3 separate regions of the Mus musculus genome follow, and all the other regions are linked to region 1. Evidence: chromatin contacts called from public HiChIP or PLAC-seq data. All regions are on one chromosome and are shown on one strand. Each heading gives the region's core, a stretch centred on a gene start, on an enhancer-like site or on the middle of the called end of the contact. The rest is flanking DNA. Distances are from core to core; before and after follow the strand shown.

Region 1 (4,000 bases), core at 837-3,336:
CCATAACCCCCTCCCCACACCTTCCACCCCAAAGCCCCCCTCTCACCCTTGGCAGTGTCATAGACTCCGAAGTAGGCAGCTCTGTAGATGATGATGCCCTGGACAGAGACACTGAAACCCTGGTAGAGACCCTTCAGGCCGTCCGACTTGAAGATCTTGGTGAGACAGTCGCCCAGCCCATTGAATTCTCGCTGGGAAGATCCCTTGCCCACGTCGGCAGCCAGCCTGGTCCTAGCAAAGTCCAGCGGGTAGACGAAGCAGAGGGAGGTGGCCCCAGCTGCCCCACCAGAGGCCAGGTTACCAGCAAAGTAGCGCCAGAACTGCTTATGGCGATCCACGCCTCCCAGGAAGATCTGCTTGTACTTGTCTTTGAAGGCGAAGTTCAGGGCTTGAGTGGGGAAGTACCGGATCACGTTGGCCAGGTTACCCCTCCAGAAAGAGAGAAAGCCCTGCTCCTTGGGGATTCTCACGACACAATCAATGATGCCTTTGTACTGCTTCTCTGCACTGATCTGTTTGCTGGCATGCTGGACCTAGTTTGGGGTGGGAGGGAGGAAGGGGTGGCAGAGGACAGGCAGAGAGAAGGGAAGACAGAGGGGGAAAAAGGATTTGTATTTCCTCAGTTTTTCTTATTTTTGTTTTGAAAGGATAGGGTCATCCTATATAGCCCAGGCTAGCCTGGAACTAAAAAATCATCCTGTGTTGCCTCCCAAATGCTGGGATTATAAATGTGCACTGCTATGCCCAGGGTTCCTCGCCCATCTTTCACTTTCAAGTGACAAGGGAGAATTCCAATTGTTTTTTAATGTATCAGGAAATCAGTTACCAAGAACATACCAATAAATGTTAGTTACTTGACTAAGCTAAAAAGCAGTCCAATTTCTCGACATTATAAGGACATTTGAGCGAAATTCCCTGCAGGCTTATGGGGAATGGCAATAAAGATCCCTCCCTCAAGGGCTCTTAACATGGTGAGCAGATGACAATGTCCCTGCTTTACTCGAATGTCCCCCGAGACAAGGTTGTCTTAACAGTAGGTGTCTGAAAATTTTCAAGCAGATAATTCAAGTGATTAGTGAGTTACTACTGCCGTGGCCAATCTGTTGGAGCATTTTGTGTTATGTTTAAATGCCCAAACGGCTCTTCCCCATTGAACAGCGTTTGCCTTTGAGATGGATCAGATGATGATGGCAGGCCCCTTCAATGACCGGGGAGAAAATTATATGGGGACAAGATGGCCAAGGCGGTCTGAATTTATCCTGAATATTACTTCTGGATTTCTGCCTCAGTGTCTCCATCTGTGAATACGGGCCAAGGACGATTCCTATCTTGCAGAGGTTATAGGAAAGATGAATGAAATCAATGTCAAGTTATAGCGCAGCGCACGCGACATAGAGCGAACCCCAGTCAATGATTAATCTGATGCTTCAATTGTCAAGGGTGGATGCAGATAAGAAGGTGCAGAGGATGTGGCCAAAGGGTGAGGCCCGCCTAAGAGGCCTTAGATGGAATGTCGCTTGCTGTACCGGGCACAGGATCTGGCTCGAGGTAGACCAGCTTCGGGGTGGGTTTCCATATATAGACACCCCAACGCGGGCGCCACCCGACACCAGGAATCTGCCACTGACGCTGGACCTGTATCTGCGTAGAGGGCACCTTCCCCTTCGCCTAGGCCCCGGGCTTGCGGCCTAGCACAGATTTTTCCGCAGCGTCGCGCGCGCCCGCGCCGCAGCATCCCCGCGCCCCGCCCGCATCCCTGCGCCCTGACGCGCGCGCCCCGCCCCGCATCCCCCCAGCGCCCTGCCGCGCCCCGCTCGCGCCCCCAGCCGTCCTGACCTGCAGCAGCAGTTTGACCCTCTCGATCGGGGCGACCGCCGTCTTGGAGACGGCGGCGGCGATGCCACCTGCCAGGAAGTCCTTAAGAAAGCTCAAAGCCTGATCCCCCATGCTGAAAGCCGGGCGCACACAGCCTGCAAGGAGCCGCTCGTTTGCTCTTGCCTACGCCCGGCCAGGCACCGCCACCCCGAATCCGTCCCTGCACGACGCGAAGGGACCGCCCGCCTGACCGCAGCCCTCCTTATATCCCCGGCTCGGCGTCTCGCGAGAGGAGGAGGGACCCCGGCGAGCGCGCAGCGCGCATTGGCTGGGCTGGTCCCTGGACAGCCCCTCTCCATCCCCCTCCTTTGCAGAGGGCATTGGGGGCGAAGACGCTTCCGGGAGCTAGGGGTGGGTTGGGGGCTGTGCCTGCAGCTTGGGACGTTTAAAGGGCAAATTCATGCTATCTGTCCCAGCGAGCCGAGGGAACACCGTGTCTCTGCTGCATGTGGACCGTTGTATTTATAGCTCACGAGGGTTTAGCCTGGGGACGACCTGGGGACAGAGAGGGGGCCCCTTGATGCTTCAAGGGAAGCTCTTTTTGACCTCGATCTTGCACCACGGTGCTTTTGGCCAAGAAGGTTTCAGGCTTCCACCCCTTCCCGTTGTCAGGGCGTTTCCAACTAGAGCTCCCTGCCTGGATTCGGGCCTCTGCAGAACTCTGCGTTTCTGCAAATAAATCATACTCCTCCCAAATACATACTAACATCTTTTTAATGCCATTATTGCCTCATAGTAGAGGGCAAGCTCCTGTCTCCGACTTCTCTCCATTCAATCCTTGAACCATTCAGTCAATAGAAAATATGTATGCACCGGGCACTCTGCGCCATCAGGGAAAAAGAAAAAAAGCAGAATGCAGCGGCGCTAGGTGGATTCTCAGTTTGGCAGTGAATGTGGATGTGTGGCTTTTCTGTTAACTCGGCCTGTCACACTGACACACAGGCCGAGGACTCCTAAGGAAAAGACTCTCCTTTATTAGCTCCTAGTCTCTCTCAGCTCTTGGGATTCTCTCGTGGACAGACCTCTAAAGGGCTTGAATGCGTGCTCAGCTCTTAATGGAATCTCAACCGTATTTCGTGCAGGATGGTTCCAGTTGGCTGGCGGCTTCTTAAGGATCAGAGTCCTCAGACTTTTGGGAAGGTCGACTCCTTGGCTGTGTCTGACTCTATAACAGACAGCTTGAGGTTGGGGGAGGGGGGCCGAGGCACTGTCTAATCCCAGGAAAGTGATTGCAGTTTTTTTTTGTTGTTGTTGTTGTTGTTTTTTGTTTTTAATACATGGATGTGAGATTTCGTTACCCTCACCTCATTTAAGGCAGTTCAAATATAACTGTGCATATTTTCCATACTGCTGCCCCTTCCACAAGAATGAGTGCTATTAGGGTTTTTTTGTTGTTCTTTTCTTTTCTTCGTTTAACTTCAAGCCCCTTACTCTGTTCTTTTCCCACATTTGCTAACCTTCGTTTGGACATCGGTCAAGGCAGTTCATCTTTTTAAAAGTTTGCTGATCTATGCATATTTCATGTTAGGTGCTGACTGAGCTGCACCTGTGTGTCGCTCAGAGCCTAAAGACTTACTAGAGCAGAGGTCACTGGCGGGATGCCAGGAGCACATAGGTGATGTATTTATTTGCAGTTGGGAGAAACAAGGCTGGGACCCGTTACCATGTTGCTGGAGGTCAAAGAAGACACACGCATAGACAAACATAAAAGGCATCTCTGTGTTCCTTCACCAGATACCAACTGAGCAATCACTGTGTACCAGGAAGTGTGGCCTCTAAAGGAAACGCAAGTAGCACCTTGAGCCACCTCCAAGGACCTTTAAGTTCAGGGTTGTCCATCACAGTTTCACACAGCAATTTCCATGGACAATAAAATTTCTATATTAGTCATAATTATAATTGTGTGTCTACTCCATTTGGCTCTATAAATATTGGGAAGTAAATGAAGCCATTTCCTTTCAGTTCTGTGTTAGAGGTTGCCTACTTAATTACCTATTTGTCTTTACTTAATTACCAATTTGTTTTTACTTAATCACCTATTTGTTTTTATTTTTATTTTTCATTTATTAAGGGTTAAAGCAAAATTACAACTTTTATTTCTTTTATTGAAAATATGTTTTTTTCA
Region 2 (4,000 bases), core at 561-3,060, 800 kb before region 1:
AGCCTATTATAAACTTTGCATTACAAAACAGATTGCAAAGTAAGAGACAGGCAACTAGCAAATTTTCCTCGAGGTATTGTTTTCACCTCTACTTACCAGATTATGGGTGCAATCCCTGTATCATATTCTACTCCTTGCTTAGGTAACATCTATCCCTCTGGAAAGACTGTAAATAGAAATTAGAATTACTAAGGACCAATGCATTTCCAAACTGTATCCCTGAATAACTGAAAGACAGTCTCAATCTGAAAACAAACTTCATTGAGAGTGAAAAGCAAAAAAAAAAAAAAATCCACCCCCCCAAAAAAAATCCACTAATGAAGCAGGCTGCATGAAAAACAAGGTCATGAGTGACTAGAATGTTAGGGAATTCAGAATGGTGACCACATGCACAAGCAGAAAGACAGAGAAAGTGGGAGGGGGACAAATCCTAAACAGCGTGTTAAGGAGATCATAAAACTTTTTTCATCAGTAACACGAGTTAGTAGGTAATAGTTAATAGTAAGGAAAAGCTTTCAAAACAGTTAGATACGTGTCAACACAAAATCACATCATAAAGTCATGAGAAGAGCTTATGACAACTTCTATATGGTGAAGGTTGACTGCTTTCCCCAAACTAGTCCATAATTTGCCAGCCTGGTTTCTGGCCTTACTCTACAACTTCCAGAACAGCCTGCCCTCCTCTCCTGCTGCCCTTCTTCATTCTGTAACAGAAAGTGACTGGCCAGTTCCTAGAAACATCTGAGAATTTGTCCTTTCTCAAGAACATTGTCATGGAGTGCCAGGTCTTCCTTTCTAGCTCACTAAATACAAAGGACTTTTTAACCTTCTGCGTTTTTGTTGTTGTTGTTGTTGTTGTTGTTTTATTTTGTTTTTGGAAAAGGTGCAATTTTTTAAAAAGTATTTTTAACTACCTTTTAATATAATCCTTTTACTTGCTCTTTGATGATTTCATACTATTCATTACACATACATATGTATTTTGATCTTGTTTACCCCTTACACCCCTCAGAGCCACATTCACCCACTTTTTAAAGCCTTTTACAAAATCACTTTGAATGCTTTCTCAAAGTATCTTTCCAAGAAGAGAAGTCTATAGAGGAAGTATGTTCTTGCTGCTGTTGTTTTAGTTGCTGCATAAAATTGGCATTTCATCACAAGATATCAGAATTTGTAGCTAAATTTACATTTGGAACTATGGTGCATTTTTCCCCTTCTCCCAATACCTGCATCATCTTCTATCTTCTTTTGGTGCGCGATTGTGATTCAGGCAGTTTAACTTCCCAGATAGAGAACAGGTGCGTCAACCTCAAAAGCCAAGTACATTCTGATTTTACTCAGCCTGAGGTCCTGCATCCCCTTAGTTTTCATTCAGACTTTTTTTTTTAAATCACACATTTCCTTTCAGCCTGAAAGTGAAACTTAAGTTGAGAGAGAGAGAGAGAGAGAGAGAGAGAGAGAGAGAGAGGGGGGGGGGGGGAGGGGGAGAGGGAGAGGGAGAGAGAGAGGATATTTTCAGCGAAACAGTTAAATTGTTATTAAACTGTTACCCTTTTTTAGTTTCTTTTTAAGGGCCTCCTGGGATTCATTGAAATGGTCACAAATCGACCTTCAGGGAGGAAGGTGTAAGCCGAGGAACCGGCCGCCGCCTGGGGGCAGAATTCTGGAAGTCAGTAAGTTTCTGGCTTCAGAGCCAAGCCCTCTGCAGTGGGTTTCAGATCCTTGCAAACCTGTGATATGCGCAGTGCATGGTCTGAGGTTGGGACTGCCGCCCAGAGACCCAGAGTGCTGGTCGGGAATCGCGCATAGTGGGAGGGGCCAACAGGGACCGGCCGTGTGGGGAAATGGGATGTGTCTAAACAAAGTGAAAGCCATTCACTTACCTCGCTTTATCTTCTTTGCAAAATGAGTAAAGTCGAACTTAATCTCTTAGGTAAAAATGGCCATCCAGTTTTCCAGCAGGAAATGTTGAGGACATCTCGGACACAGGAGGAGGTCCTGCCTCAAAAGCAGGAAACTCCCAGAAACAACTAGGCCGGGAAATAACAATGGGGGAAGGGAGCAGGGAGGGAGGAAGGAAGGCAGAAGTTTGGTCCAGCACTGGGTGTCACAAAGAGCCTTTCTTACTCAAGCAGGCCCAGTTTTCCACAAAACCCACAAATTAGGCATCAGTAGGCATCTGTTTGGTCAGAGAAGAGCTCGGGATTAACTCCTTCTTCCTCAATTAGCTATGAGGACTCCAACTGGTTAAAGAAACGGAGTTGCAAGGGAATGAAGTCAGTTTTCTTTTCATTACAGATGAGCAATGACATAGTATTCAGCCAGGTTGTTATTTAGTTTTAAAAAAAAAGTTAAACGTAATAAAGCATACAAGAAATGGGAGAGCACCTGACCTGATCTTCTTGTCTTGAAGCCAAGAGAGGGGAGTGCCTGAGCTCTCAGTCAATAGTTCCTTTGTTTGGCAGAGGTGAAAGTGGAAAAGGTGAATGGCCACAGAAGTGAAAGCAAGAAGTAACTTTGTATCCTGGTGCAAATTGCTCTTCCCTGGCCCCAGGAGGTTACTTCCTGTGGTTACCTGGCTCATGGCTACACTCTTAGCTCAACACCATAAGCAAGCACTTTGTCCTCAGTAAATTAATGACCTCTACATTGATCCACCTGGATGCCAACACAACGTTGATAGTCTTGGCAAGATTTCACCTCTGTGGGTTCCTTGAAAACAGGTTGGGCTGCATTTTTGTAATTTTACTTCTGACACCATCTCACAGAAGAACTTGCTAGCCTCTAAAGGACTAGTCTCCTGACAGAGAATCGGCTGCTGTATGGTCCTCTCCCACACTGACCCTTGGCTTGGGTAGCTTTGACCAAGTGGATATCTGTCTGGTTCTGAGTCCATTAGGGAAGCCTGATAAGTGCCTCTGTATTTAAGACTTGTCTTCTTGGAACACCAGTCTCTCTCAGGCTTCATTGGAATCTGGGGCTCCAATGCTATGCAATCAGAAGCCTAGATTAGCTGTGCAATGGATATAAGGAGGGGAATGTGCATGCTCACGAACACCTAGGAGATGGCTAACATGGACTCTGGCTGCATGGGAGACAGTCCTCCAATCTACTTTAACTTACTGCAGTTTCTTCAGCAATGACCTTGAATGACCTTCTTCAACAAGTTCTGCCAACATCCCAGAAAAGCTGCAAACCATCTTGCTGCTGCTTTACTGTTTAGAAATGGAGTGATAGGCCATGCAGCATTAGATAAGTACAATATACTTCCTCTATAATCTATAATATCTTATGCTTTGTAATTCTTTACAGATATTAGGTTAGCTGTAATGTTAGTTGACTAGTAAGTGGCTTCAAATAAATAGAGAACTTTTTTTTCAAGTGTACATATCTTGGCATGTATATGTGTACATACTGGGGGTGGGGGACATATGCACACATGTGCACATATTCATCAAGGCGTGAAATTGATTTGGGGTATTTTCCTTTATTGTGCTACACTTTGTTCATTGAGGAAGGGTCTCTCAACTGAACTGAGAGCTCCTTGCTGCTAGCCTAGCTGACCAGCCTGCTCTGGATATCCCATCCTCACCTTCTAGGCCCTAGAAGTCTCAGGCAAGCCCCTTCATCCACCTGACATTTACCTAGGTTCTGGGAACCCCAAATGTGTTCCTCAAGCATGCTTTTGGCAAGCATTTTAACTGCTGACCCATCTTCCATGTGTTTCAAAATCTGACAAAGGTATTAAACATTAATTGGAAATTACATTGTGAAAAAGGCCACTGGGCCCTCAACAGGTAGGAAGGATAAATAGAACTCTTTAGGATACTCTGACCAAATTGGTCCTGGAAACTGGCAAAAGATGGGCCAACTGCCTCCCCTATAGAGAGCTCTGGGTCCAGTGTGCTCCTTTTGAAGTTACATTTGGGAGACCTTTTCCCATCCTTCCCAAACTCAGAGCTATCCCCCAGGCGGCAATGTATAATCCCTCATCTCTTCA
Region 3 (4,000 bases), core at 816-3,315, 530 kb after region 1:
TCTCCCTGTTCTAGGGAAGAGAAGACAATGGGTTGCACACCGATTAAAATAAACAGAGATAGCACAGGCCCATAATTCCAGGATTCAAGAGCCAAGGCAGGAACGTTGTTAGTTCCCGGACAGCTTGGAAAACAATTCTGGTTCACCTAGACTTCCTAAGATGATCCTGTCTAGAAAAAAAACAAAAAACAAAACAAACAAACAAACAAAAAACCCAGACACACAAACAAACAAGCAAAAATAAAAAACAGCAACAGCAAAGAAAACAACAACAAAAGGGGCCGCAGAGATGGGGGAAGGGGGCTTGCTGAGCAAGCAATGGGGAGTTGAGTTCAAATCCCCAAGACTCTTGAAAAGCCAGGTCTGGCTCTGTGCCCACCTCATTCCAGTGCTGTGGCTGGCAGAGACATGAAGATTGCTGGAGTGGCTGGCTACCAGCCTAGTTCTAGGTTCAGTGAGAAACCCTGTCTCCAATCAACACCGTGGAGAAGGGCTGAGCAGGACACTCTGGCCTCCGTGAGTACACATGCACACATGCACACATGTACCACACTCACCCATACACACACAAAGCCAGAAAATAATGACCTGTGGTTATTAGGCTTTTAACTTAGGTGCCTGGTGGGTAAAGACATACAACTACCATGCAGTGTGTATATCCCTGTGGTTACTGATATATGAAATATAAATGCAAGGAGTGTGCAGTGTTATTATGGGAGAAATAAAGGACACTGTGCAGGAAGGATCTATTTTGAGGCCACAAGACAGGGTCCTTAATCTCACTGCTCTCCTTCTACAAGGGCATGCATACTTTCCTTTATCCCTGTCTGTGGAATCCACTAATTCTATGGCAAAGAGGAGGTAGAATTATTTTTCAGATGTTTACACATAGATAGTGACAGTCTCCTAGGGTGGGATGCTTTCCCCAGTGGTTAGAGAAGGCAGGTGGTGGGCTGAGGAAACTGTAAGCCAGGCAAGAAGCAGGTGTAACTAAATGTAAGGGAATACTTTTAAAGTTAAGTGACCAAACAGCAAGAGGTTCCAAGCGAGCTGGCCTAGTAGAGCCCATAGGCCGCTGCACCTGTCATAGGTACTGGGCCCTCTTCTTGCATTCAGTATTGTCTCCACGGAACAGCACAGAGGACAGCAGCCAAGGATGTTCAACCAATAAGGACAGCCAAATTTAGGAGTTAACAGGCAGCGTTCCCTCCAGGTTCAGTCCCAATCAAGACAGTTTAAGTTCATGTAACTCAAACCCTTGCATTTTGCAGGAACTGGACCGGTTATGGCAAAGACATGAAGTAACTTTGGAGAGTGACTTTCTAGGGGAAGGCCTTCCTAACCATCCTAGCTTCCACACTGAGTGCCAGGCTGGCCCTTCAACCCCCCTCAAACCCCCCCCCCCCCCCCGTTCCCCAGTAGGAGATCCAATAAAGTAGGGGCACAAGTAATGCCGTCTTTTCAGCTGACTTCGTTCCTTACATTCCTTTGCAGCGGGCGACTTTCCAAGATGAGTTTGTATATGCAGCCTGTGCACAGCGGTTCTGAGCACTTAAGCCACAGGTCGGGAAGGGTCCCCAGGCTTCCGGGGCTCTCTCTGGTCCATCTCCACCCTTCAGGTAGGATGTAGAGTCAGGTCATCTCCTTCCTTCCCTACGGCCACCACCAGCTGGTGGCCAGCTCCCAAGCCAGCGCCCCGTCCACCACTTCTGGTGCCCCACAGTCCCAGCGTGGCCCCGGTGAAAAGCGCGCGCCCTTCGGCGCGATCCCCACGCTCACACGCGCTGCCGCTTGTTGCTCCCCGCAGCCGCGACGTGGGGAAGTGAAAATGAAATTGACTTTTCCGAGAAATGATGAAAGCCGTGCCGGCCGCCAATGAACAGCGGCGGCGAACTTCCGCACCTCCAGGCTGGCGGCTGGAGCCCTCCCTCTGCCTCCACCTCCGGGTTGCACAAGCTTGAAACAAACACTGGGGAGGAAGGGCGGGGAGGGAGGAGGGCGGAGGGGGAGCGAGGGAGGGAGCGGGGCCGGGAGAGGGCGGGGGTGGGGGGGATTTCCAGCCTCGGCTCCTCGCAGTTTCCTCTCCTTGTTTTGCTTTCGATCTGGACTGTTCTCAGGCAAGCCGGGGACTAACTTTTAGTTTTGCTCCTGCGATTATTCAACTGACGGGCTTTCATTTCCATTTTACACACCCTAACAACACTCACACCTTGCGGGATTGTATTGGTAGCGTGGAAAAAAAAAAGCACATTGAGAGGTAACATTTTTTTTTTTCAAATAATAGTTGTGGCTGTGCGTGTGTTTTCTCTCGAGGGCATGTTGACGGGGACAGGAGGAGCTATGTATGTATGTGCGTCCTGATGCTTTGACACGATGTTTTGCAGACGGAAAAATGCCGGGGTTCATAAATATTAATACCGATTTTTGGAGGAAGAGTCGGCGCAGTTATGGATCATCTGATTTTAGGGGAAGCAGGGGTCTGCTGCTGTTGCCGCTGGTACTGGGGCTGCTGAGGCTGCAAAGAGGAGGAGGTAGAGAGGGAGGAGGAGGAGGTTAGTGAAGGTTTAATTTCACTTTTGGATTTGCAGATGAGAAGAGGTGGCTCCATGGACACAGATCTGCTCTGTGTGATTCTGCGCTCCAGGTGTCGTGTGTTGTGGGTACAGGTCCGTTGGAGTCCGGCCTCATTTAAAATAAAATTGGTGTGTGTGTGTGTGTGTGTGTGTTGTATGTGTATGAGTGTTTACAGACACTGTCGCCACCAGGTCCGAGGAAGGGAACCGGGTTCTTCTCGGTGCCCAGCGGCCCTTCTTTCCCGGCGGTCTCTGGTGTAAATAGACTGGCACCCGCGGTCCCTAGATGCCCGTGCCCGGGCAGTGACCACTGTAAACTTGAAGGCTGCCCTAAGGCGGTCCCAGGATGCGCTCGCCCGCGGGGCTTGGGGTCGGGTGACCGGCGTCTGGTGCCAGTGGACACTCGGGCCGGGCGGGCTCCGCGCGCGGCTGGGCGCGGGCCTGGCCGGCGCGCCCGGCTTCCTGGGGACTGGGCCGCCGCCACACGCCAGGAACGTCGCGTCCTCCTCCCCGCCGGCCAGCGTCTGGCCTGGCCTCCGGGCTTTGTCACTGCACTTGTCCCAGCGCGTGAGGCGCCTCGGAGGCGCGTCCCCGGAGGGCTCCGCGCTCAGGGGTCACCCACCCCGGCGCGGCCTAGCTGCGAGTGCCTCCGGGTCCCCGCGGGCGCCCCCGGGGCCGGCCTGGCGCGCTGGGCCCCGACCCGCCTTGGCTACGGAACGGGCGAGGTGTGGGGGCGGGGAACCTCCGGGGACCGAGCGGCGCCCGGCGGGCTAGCATGGGGTTGGGGGTGAGGCTGACGAACGCTTGGGGTCTCCGGGACGTGGTGGGAATGAGTGCCCGCCCTGTGCCCTCCGACCCGCTCCGGGCGCCGGGTGACATTCGCCCGCCGGCCGAACATGGTTGGTGCAGAGCGGCAGCCACCACTTCCTCTCCGCCCCGCCGGCCCGGCTCTCTGGGCGAGCGATGCGGGCCGCGGCCAATCGCGGTGCCCAGCTAGTCCCTGTCGCTCGGCCTTGGGGGCCGGCTCCCCTGAGCGGCCCGGGAAGCCTTCGCGAGAGCTCAGGGCCCCGGCTCCCCGGACGCTGTCCGCTGGGCCCCGGCTCTCGGACCGTTTGCCACCCTCAGTCCCTCGCCCCTTAGGAGCAGGGAAGGGAAGGAGGCTAGTAGCCTCCGCCGCGAGCCAGGACTGTGCTCGGGCCCCAGGTGAGACGCCCGGATCAGTCGGTGGAGGCGAGATCCTTGGTGGTCGGATGTAAATAAGACCCCTGGGATTGGCAGGCCACCTTGTCACTCGTTTGCGAGCGGGTTTGCAGGTCCTTAAGCCCAGTGTGTTTGAAACTTGGGGGACATGTTTCTTGTCCCCTCCTCCCTCCCGCGTGGGCACTCCTTGTCCTTCCTTGGTTGTGTCTGTACCAGGGAGGCAAAGT

The links. HiChIP or PLAC-seq counts read pairs in DNA pulled down with a chosen protein or histone mark.
Region 2: an HNF4G HiChIP or PLAC-seq map of pancreatic cancer cells shows a contact between it and region 1. The contact joins the promoter of Tlr3 here to the promoter of Slc25a4 in region 1. A contact is called at or near these places in 7 of 39 promoter capture datasets (the 3T3-L1 cell line, 3T3-L1-derived adipocytes, hippocampal neurons and 2 more) and 3 of 115 datasets of contacts at active chromatin or transcription factors (embryonic forebrain, embryonic stem cells and pancreatic cancer cells).
Region 3: a contact with region 1 is called in an H3K4me3 HiChIP or PLAC-seq map of embryonic stem cells, with 6 times the contacts expected there. The contact joins the promoter of Irf2 here to the promoter of Slc25a4 in region 1. A contact is called at or near these places in 6 of 39 promoter capture datasets (the 3T3-L1 cell line, embryonic stem cells, hippocampal neurons and 2 more), 2 of 484 Hi-C or Micro-C datasets (embryonic stem cells and nephron progenitors) and 6 of 115 datasets of contacts at active chromatin or transcription factors (the NIH/3T3 cell line, astrocytes, bone marrow-derived macrophages and 2 more).

The regions. Positions count from the first base shown.
Region 1 is chr8:46,208,976-46,212,975 of GRCm38.p6, forward strand. It overlaps Slc25a4 (solute carrier family 25 (mitochondrial carrier, adenine nucleotide translocator), member 4), which reads right to left and starts at 2,087. Exons shown (of 4, transcript NM_007450.5): 1 at 1,837-2,087; 2 at 47-533. The coding sequence starts at 1,947.
Region 2 is chr8:45,408,570-45,412,569 of GRCm38.p6, forward strand. It overlaps Tlr3 (toll-like receptor 3), which reads right to left and starts at 1,811. Exons shown (of 7, transcript NM_001357316.1): 1 at 1,731-1,811; 2 at 1,227-1,409; 3 at 97-166.
Region 3 is chr8:46,737,680-46,741,679 of GRCm38.p6, forward strand. It overlaps Irf2 (interferon regulatory factor 2), which reads left to right and starts at 2,066. Exons shown (of 9, transcript NM_008391.4): 1 at 2,066-2,257. Gm16675 (predicted gene, 16675) reads right to left here and starts at 1,836. Exons shown (of 3, transcript NR_045750.1): 1 at 1,483-1,836.